Linked DNA regions of Sus scrofa: region 1 is linked to region 2. The links are chromatin contacts, called in public HiChIP or PLAC-seq maps. All regions are on one chromosome and are shown on one strand. The core of a region is the stretch at or near the end of the contact, and the rest is flanking DNA. Distances in the headings are between cores, read along the strand shown.

The links. HiChIP or PLAC-seq counts read pairs in DNA pulled down with a chosen protein or histone mark.
Region 1: an H3K27ac HiChIP or PLAC-seq map of alveolar macrophages shows a contact between it and region 2, with 4 times the contacts expected there. The contact joins two enhancer-like sites. A contact is called at or near these places in 4 of 47 Hi-C or Micro-C datasets (alveolar macrophages, blood, embryonic fibroblasts and 1 more) and 1 of 2 datasets of contacts at active chromatin or transcription factors (alveolar macrophages).

What each region holds. Positions count from the first base shown.
Region 1 is chr14:61,421,493-61,424,396 of Sscrofa11.1, forward strand. No RefSeq gene overlaps it. Among named protein-coding and RNA genes, the nearest start is that of CSGALNACT2, 51 kb to the left of the region's middle. Within about 2 kb of position 1,564, at least 6 of the 83 cell types and tissues checked have an H3K27ac peak or open chromatin away from gene starts, as enhancers often do. A contact at or near this core is called in alveolar macrophages, where this site is marked.
Region 2 is chr14:61,334,349-61,337,412 of Sscrofa11.1, forward strand. RET (proto-oncogene tyrosine-protein kinase receptor Ret) reads left to right here. Exons shown (of 22, transcript XM_021072832.1): 5 at 1,491-1,732; 6 at 2,904-3,064. Among named protein-coding and RNA genes, the nearest start is that of RET, 30 kb to the left of the region's middle. Within about 2 kb of position 1,778, at least 11 of the 83 cell types and tissues checked have an H3K27ac peak or open chromatin away from gene starts, as enhancers often do. A contact at or near this core is called in alveolar macrophages, where this site is marked.

The sequences.
Region 1 (2,904 bases), core at 314-2,813, 87 kb after region 2:
CATATTAGACTAAATTCTCAGCTTAAAATTTTTTTGACCAGTAGTTTCCTGGTGGCTCAGTGGGTTAAGGATCTGGTGTTGTCAATGCTGTGTTGCGGATTCAATCCTTGGCCTGAGAGCTTTTGCATGCTGTAGGCGCATCCAAAAAAAAAAAAAAAATGTTTCTACACTTCTCTTGTGGCTCAGTAGGTTAAGAATCCAGAGTTGTCACTGAACTGCTTGGGTCATGGCTATGGCTCCAGTTTGGCTACTGGCCTGGGAACTTCAGCGTGCCACAGGCATGGGCAAAAAAAAAAAAGTATTTTTTGACCAGTGTGATTTGTGCTGTAAAACTTTGTGACACTTACTGACTTGTGGTTATAAATCATCTGGGGTAAAATTTCCCCATCTCCATTCAGTGCTGAGGTTCAAAACAGACAATTTTTCTTAACCTCCTTGATGGGGTTGGAGTAGGAGCATTTTATTTCAAATTCACCATCACAGGGAGGGGTGGTTTTTTGGGATGTCAGCTAGAGTCTCCTACCTGACCCTTCTCGAGCAAGCAGGCTCTGGACTATCCCCCTTGACTTGGAGGTTAAAATTTTGCATAAGGGACTCCATTGGTTTCAACAGGAAAGCAGTTAGTCTTTCATGCTGCCAGAGATGAAGAGGTGCTTAAATTTCTCATAGTCTTGACAGCATTGTTCCCTTAACATTGTTGCTGAAGCTCCATACCTGAGAGTCCTAGGTATGCGGAGGTAGATACTTGTGGGGGGGTTGGCAGCCCCTTACCTCCCTCACAGTATCATGACATCCTCTTTGAGATAGACATTATGTTGGCATGGGCTAAAGTTACCAGTAGTATTTCATTTAGAAAGTAGTTTTAAATCCCAGCTTTGAATCTTTTCATGTTTTTCCCTATGTTTTCATATTTTTCTTATGTTTATAGTTGGTTAAATTTGATACTTAAGTGATTCTTTGGTAATGCTGGAATATATTTGTATTGACCAAGGCTTCCGTTATTCCTTTGAGAAGGGTGTTTATAATCCTTTGTTTCACTTTTCCTGAAGGATTTCTCTCTGTGGCAGAAGTGGTCCATTTTATCAGGGGCACCACTGCTGGTACACAGCTCACACTGACCGCTTCTAGTGAGCCAAGCATCGCACTTTCTGCCATATACAACAAACATTACAATAGCCTCATGAGGTCTAGAGTACTGTAATTCCATTTTAATCCTGGGGAAATGGAAGCTGAAAAATGTAGAGACCTTGTCTAAGGGTACCCAGCTGGGAACTGGAAATGAGGACTCTATAAGTTGAGCTCTTCATTCCTTGCTTTTACACTTAAGTCCTGTCTTGCCTTCCCAAAGAACATAACACATTTTACAAATGTGTGAGTGTGGTAGGTGTATACTTCACCAAAAAACCAAGTCTTGTCATAGAAGTGGCTATGGCCTTGGTAGAGATCCTTAGCTTAGCTTCCTGTCATATCTGATGCTGTAACATAGACTTGTTCCTGAAAGGTGGATGGGAAGTGAAAGGGAGCCCTCAGTCATTGCACAGATAGGAACTGCGCCCTCTGCTGGTCACTGGCCACACAGCTACTCAAGAGGCTCCTACACAGAAACAGCGAAGACTCCAGCCCTGTGATGTGGAAGGTGGGGCAGGTTCCGGAGGAGCACAAGCGCCACTCACCAGGAAGACGTGATGCTCTTCAGAGATACTCTCAGAGATTGCATGTGAGAATATACTGGAGGAGGTGAACGTGCACGAGTGTAAGCCTAGTGCCTGAGTGGTAACGTGCCCCTTGGAGACCTGGGCTATGAGGGAGGCCGGAGCCAACTCCTGCAGAACTGGACCTCCTGGGATCCCTGCTCACACTTGCCTGGGATCCCCACCCCCGCACTTACCGTTCAGCAGGTCTACAGTGGGGGCCCAGAAACATCTCAGACAAGTTTCCAGTGTGGCTACGGCTGCCAGGCTGGGACCCACACCTTGAGGACACTGCCTGGAGAGCCTGCCCCCGGGTGAAGGACAGTGCCGGGGCTAGCCAGGCCAGCTTACCTCTTGCTCCCAGCTCAGGCTCTGCATCTAAGACACAGACTAAGCAGAGGTAGGTAGAAACTTCCAAAAGTAACTTTACCAAGAAATCAAGGGTGCCATTGAATGGAAAAACCTAAAAAGTGTTGTCCTTTACCCAAAACTCACTTATGCATCTTCAAGGGACTCCACAAGGTACATGGAGGGGCAACAGATGATGAGGCCCCCAGGCCTAGCCTTGTATCCAGCATGGTGGCCATTAGCTATTTAAACGTAAATAAGGAGTTGCCATTGTGGCTCAGTGGATTAAGGACCTGACATTGTCTCTGTGAGAATGTAGGTTCGATCCCTGGCTTCGCCCAGTGGGTTAAGTATCTGACCTTTCCACAAGCTGTGGCATAGGTTGCAGATGTGGCTTGGATCTGGTGTTGCCATGGCTGTGGCATAGGCTTCAGCTGCAGCTCCATTTCGACCCCTGGCCTGGGAACTGCCATATGCCACAGGTGTAGCTATTAAAAAAAAAAATATGTAAACAAGATTAGAAATTCTGTTCCTCGGTAGTACTATCAGCACTCAGTCCCTCTGTGTGACCATCAGCCACTATGCTGGATGGTGCAGGTACAGAATACCCCCTCAGTGCAGAAAGCTTTCTGCTGGGCAGCGCTGTTCTAATGGGCTGAATTGGCTGCGAAGGAGCACAGTCAGGTCTGGTGAGCAGACCTCATCAGCCTGGGCACTGAGGACAGGACAAGACACTGCTCTTCTCTGGTGGGATGGACCAGAGAAGAGCAGTGTCTTGGTTCCTCTCCTTCACTTGCACAAGCTCCTGTGTACCCCCTCAATAAATCCCTTCTCTGTAGCTTTTCAAGTGTGACCTGTTGGAACA
Region 2 (3,064 bases), core at 528-3,027:
TTGGCCCTAAAAAAAAAGAGAGAGAGAGAGAGATGGTTCACAGTGGGTTGAGGGGGGAAGCCAGGAAACAATCAAGAGGCAGGAGAAATCCTTGAATGAGAGGATGAGGACTGGGGTGAGGGTGGAAGCCTTGGGGCAAACAAGAGGCATGCAGATTCTGAGTGTGTTTCAAAGGAAGATCCAGCAGGTTTTCCTGGTGAGTTGGATGTGAGGTGCTGGAAGAAAGAGGGAACCAAACATGGTTCCAGGATTCTGCCTGGGCAGCTGCAAGGACACCTACCCTTGCCACCTGATGGCCCTGCCACACGATGGCCCTGGGGAGGCCAGGAGCTGGCATGGGGGAGAAGGGGTTGGATTCCAATGGAGGTGAGCGTTAAACCACTTAAAGGCAAGGAACTGGGACTGAAAAGGGACACTCAGTAGCTGGACCACTAGTAAGTAGAACCTGGATTCACACCAGGCTGAGGGCACACACACGGTAATAATGTTAAAGAAAATCTCAATAAAGTAAGTAAAGGGTCACTCACACTCCCCCAGCATCCTTCCATTTGCCCTGCACAGGGAGTGGTGTCTTTGTACAAGATTGCCAGCAAAGCATATGGTTTAGCATGCTGCCCCTTTTTGCTAAAACAGCCCATGATTAAATTTTGATTTTGTTGAGCGGCAGGGCCGGCAGGGCGTGGGGGGAGTGTAACCATAAACAATAGAGGGAAGCATTATATGATAAGCATTTCCCACATGTGTAATTCACATGTAATGTATGGCTCTGTTGTGACCCCCCCCCTCCCCCGCATGGTTGGCTGTGGGGTGCTGAGGCACAGAGAGACAGAACGACCAAACTCAGGCCACGCAGTCAGAGTGTGGATAGGGTAGCAATTCAAACCAGGCAGTCAGAAATACTTGTATGGCAATGTAAACAGACCCTGAATGTCCACTGTGTTTGTCTTCCAGTGGTGAAATTGTGGCTTTATTCTTCCCATTATCTAAAATGAGCACACATTGCTTCCATAATTAAAAAAAAAGAAAAAAAAATTCCTAACTTTTTTTCAAAAACCAGCAAATGGTGGGAGCTGACAATCTGGGCCTGCAGTCCAGCTGAGCTGGTGCCAGCCCTTCCCATAGCAGAGGCAAGGTGGGTAGAGGGGTGTGCCCAGCCCTCCCAGGGTAGTCAGGATGAGGACCTGATGCAGGCTTCCTGGTCCCCACCCTTCTCCATGAGCACCAGTGACGCTGCAACCACCGTGGAAGCTTAGGGCACAATTCACTGCTAATTGTGCTTGGAGCGCTATGCCCCACGGTGGAGCTGAGGAGGAGCGTCAGGGCGGTGGAGGGGGTAGTGCAACCATAAACAACAGGGGGCTGCTGCCGCCCAGCTCTGTTCGCAGAGCCCATTCCCGTGCGCCTCTCCCAGTAGGCACCAGGGGGAGGCAGCTCAGCCTTTCCCCAACCCGGGAGTCATTCCCGGGGTTTCTGGTGTGTTTGGTGCTCAGGTGAGAGTCAGCCCTTCCGCTGCGCCGCCGACAGCCTGGAGGTGAGCACGCGCTGGGCCCTGGACCGTGAGCAGCGGGAGAAGTATGAGCTGGTGGCCGCGTGCACTGTGCGTGTGGGCGCACGCGAGGAGGAGGTGATGGTGCCCTTCCCCGTGACGGTGTACGACGAGGACGACTGTGCGCCCACCTTCCTCGGGGGCATCGACACTGCCAGCGCAGTGGTGGAGTTCAAGCGGAAGGAGGTGCCTGTTCCCCGCCCCCGGGTGCTTGTCCGGTGTCGGTTCTCTCTCTTCGTGTCTAAGTTCCTCCCTCCGCCATTGACTCCTAGCCAGACATGTGGCTGACCAGCCATGTAGTTACTTGTCATTCGTTTGTCTTTCAGTCTGTGGGATTTTCTGTTGCCCTCTGGGATAGCTGAGGAGAAAAAAGGAGACTAGGCCCGCCAGCACCCAGCTGACCCTGCTTGGGGGGAGGGGGTTGCAGGGTAGGGCGGCTGGGTTCCCAGCCTGTGCCGGACTCACATCTGAGGGGCGCACATGTGCCCCTGCGCGGGCGGGGCGCGCTGCCCGGAGGAGGGGAAGGGGACATTTGCCAGGAGGGCACCGCCTTCCCCGGGTTGTCAGCCGCTCAAGGGTTTGACTTTTGGGGTCAGGAGGTGGTTCCCAGGCAGTGAAGAAAGCCTGAATGGTGGATCCCACCGCGATCTCCCTGCCTGGCCCAGCCCGGCCCAGCCCTTCTCTGGTTCACTGAGGTGGAGCATGACTGCCACCTACTGGGCCTCGGCCCATCCTGCAGCCGGCAGGCCGGTGGAGTGAGGGGAGAATGGGGACCTATGTCGTCATTGCCTGCTTCTCTCCGCACCTCAGGGCAGGTTTGGCAGGTGGGTGGTAGGCAAACCCATTTTAAGGAAATGTCTCACAAACCTGGCAGGACCGCCTTGTGGTGACATTGGGGAGCCTTGGTTAGCAGTGAGAGCAGAGATGCCTTTGACTTTGCTCAGAACCTTCCTCATGATCTCCTCCAGCCTGGTGTACAGAAGATGCTTGGACACCTGGGCTTGTACCCCAGCTCTGATACTATCACTGTGTGACTCTGAGCTAACTCGCCCACCCTGTGGTGCCTGGTGTCCTCAGGGGAGAGTGGGGGTGCCCGCTGTGTTCTCTGGGGACCTGGATGAGATCTTGAGTGGAGCACCAGGGCATCTGCTCTAATCCATTCTTCCGGAAGATCTGTAGATGCCTAGCACATCTTCTGCACAGGTGAGGTGCAGTGGCCCAGGAAGGGTGAACCCAAGTGAGTCTGTCCCTAGAGCCAGCTCTGACTGCACACTTGGTCCACCTGTGGGGCACCTGCTCCCTCCCTCCATGGTCTCTGGCTTTAGGGACTCTAACTGGCACTCCCTCATCTCTGCAGGGCACTGTGGTGGCCACGCTGCGTGTCTTCGATGCAGATGTGGTGCCAGCATCTGGGGAGCTCCTGCGCCGGTACACGAACACACTGCTCTCCAGGGACACCTGGGCCCTCCAGACCTTCCGAGTAGAGCACTTGCCCAACGAGACCTTGGCCCAGGTCAA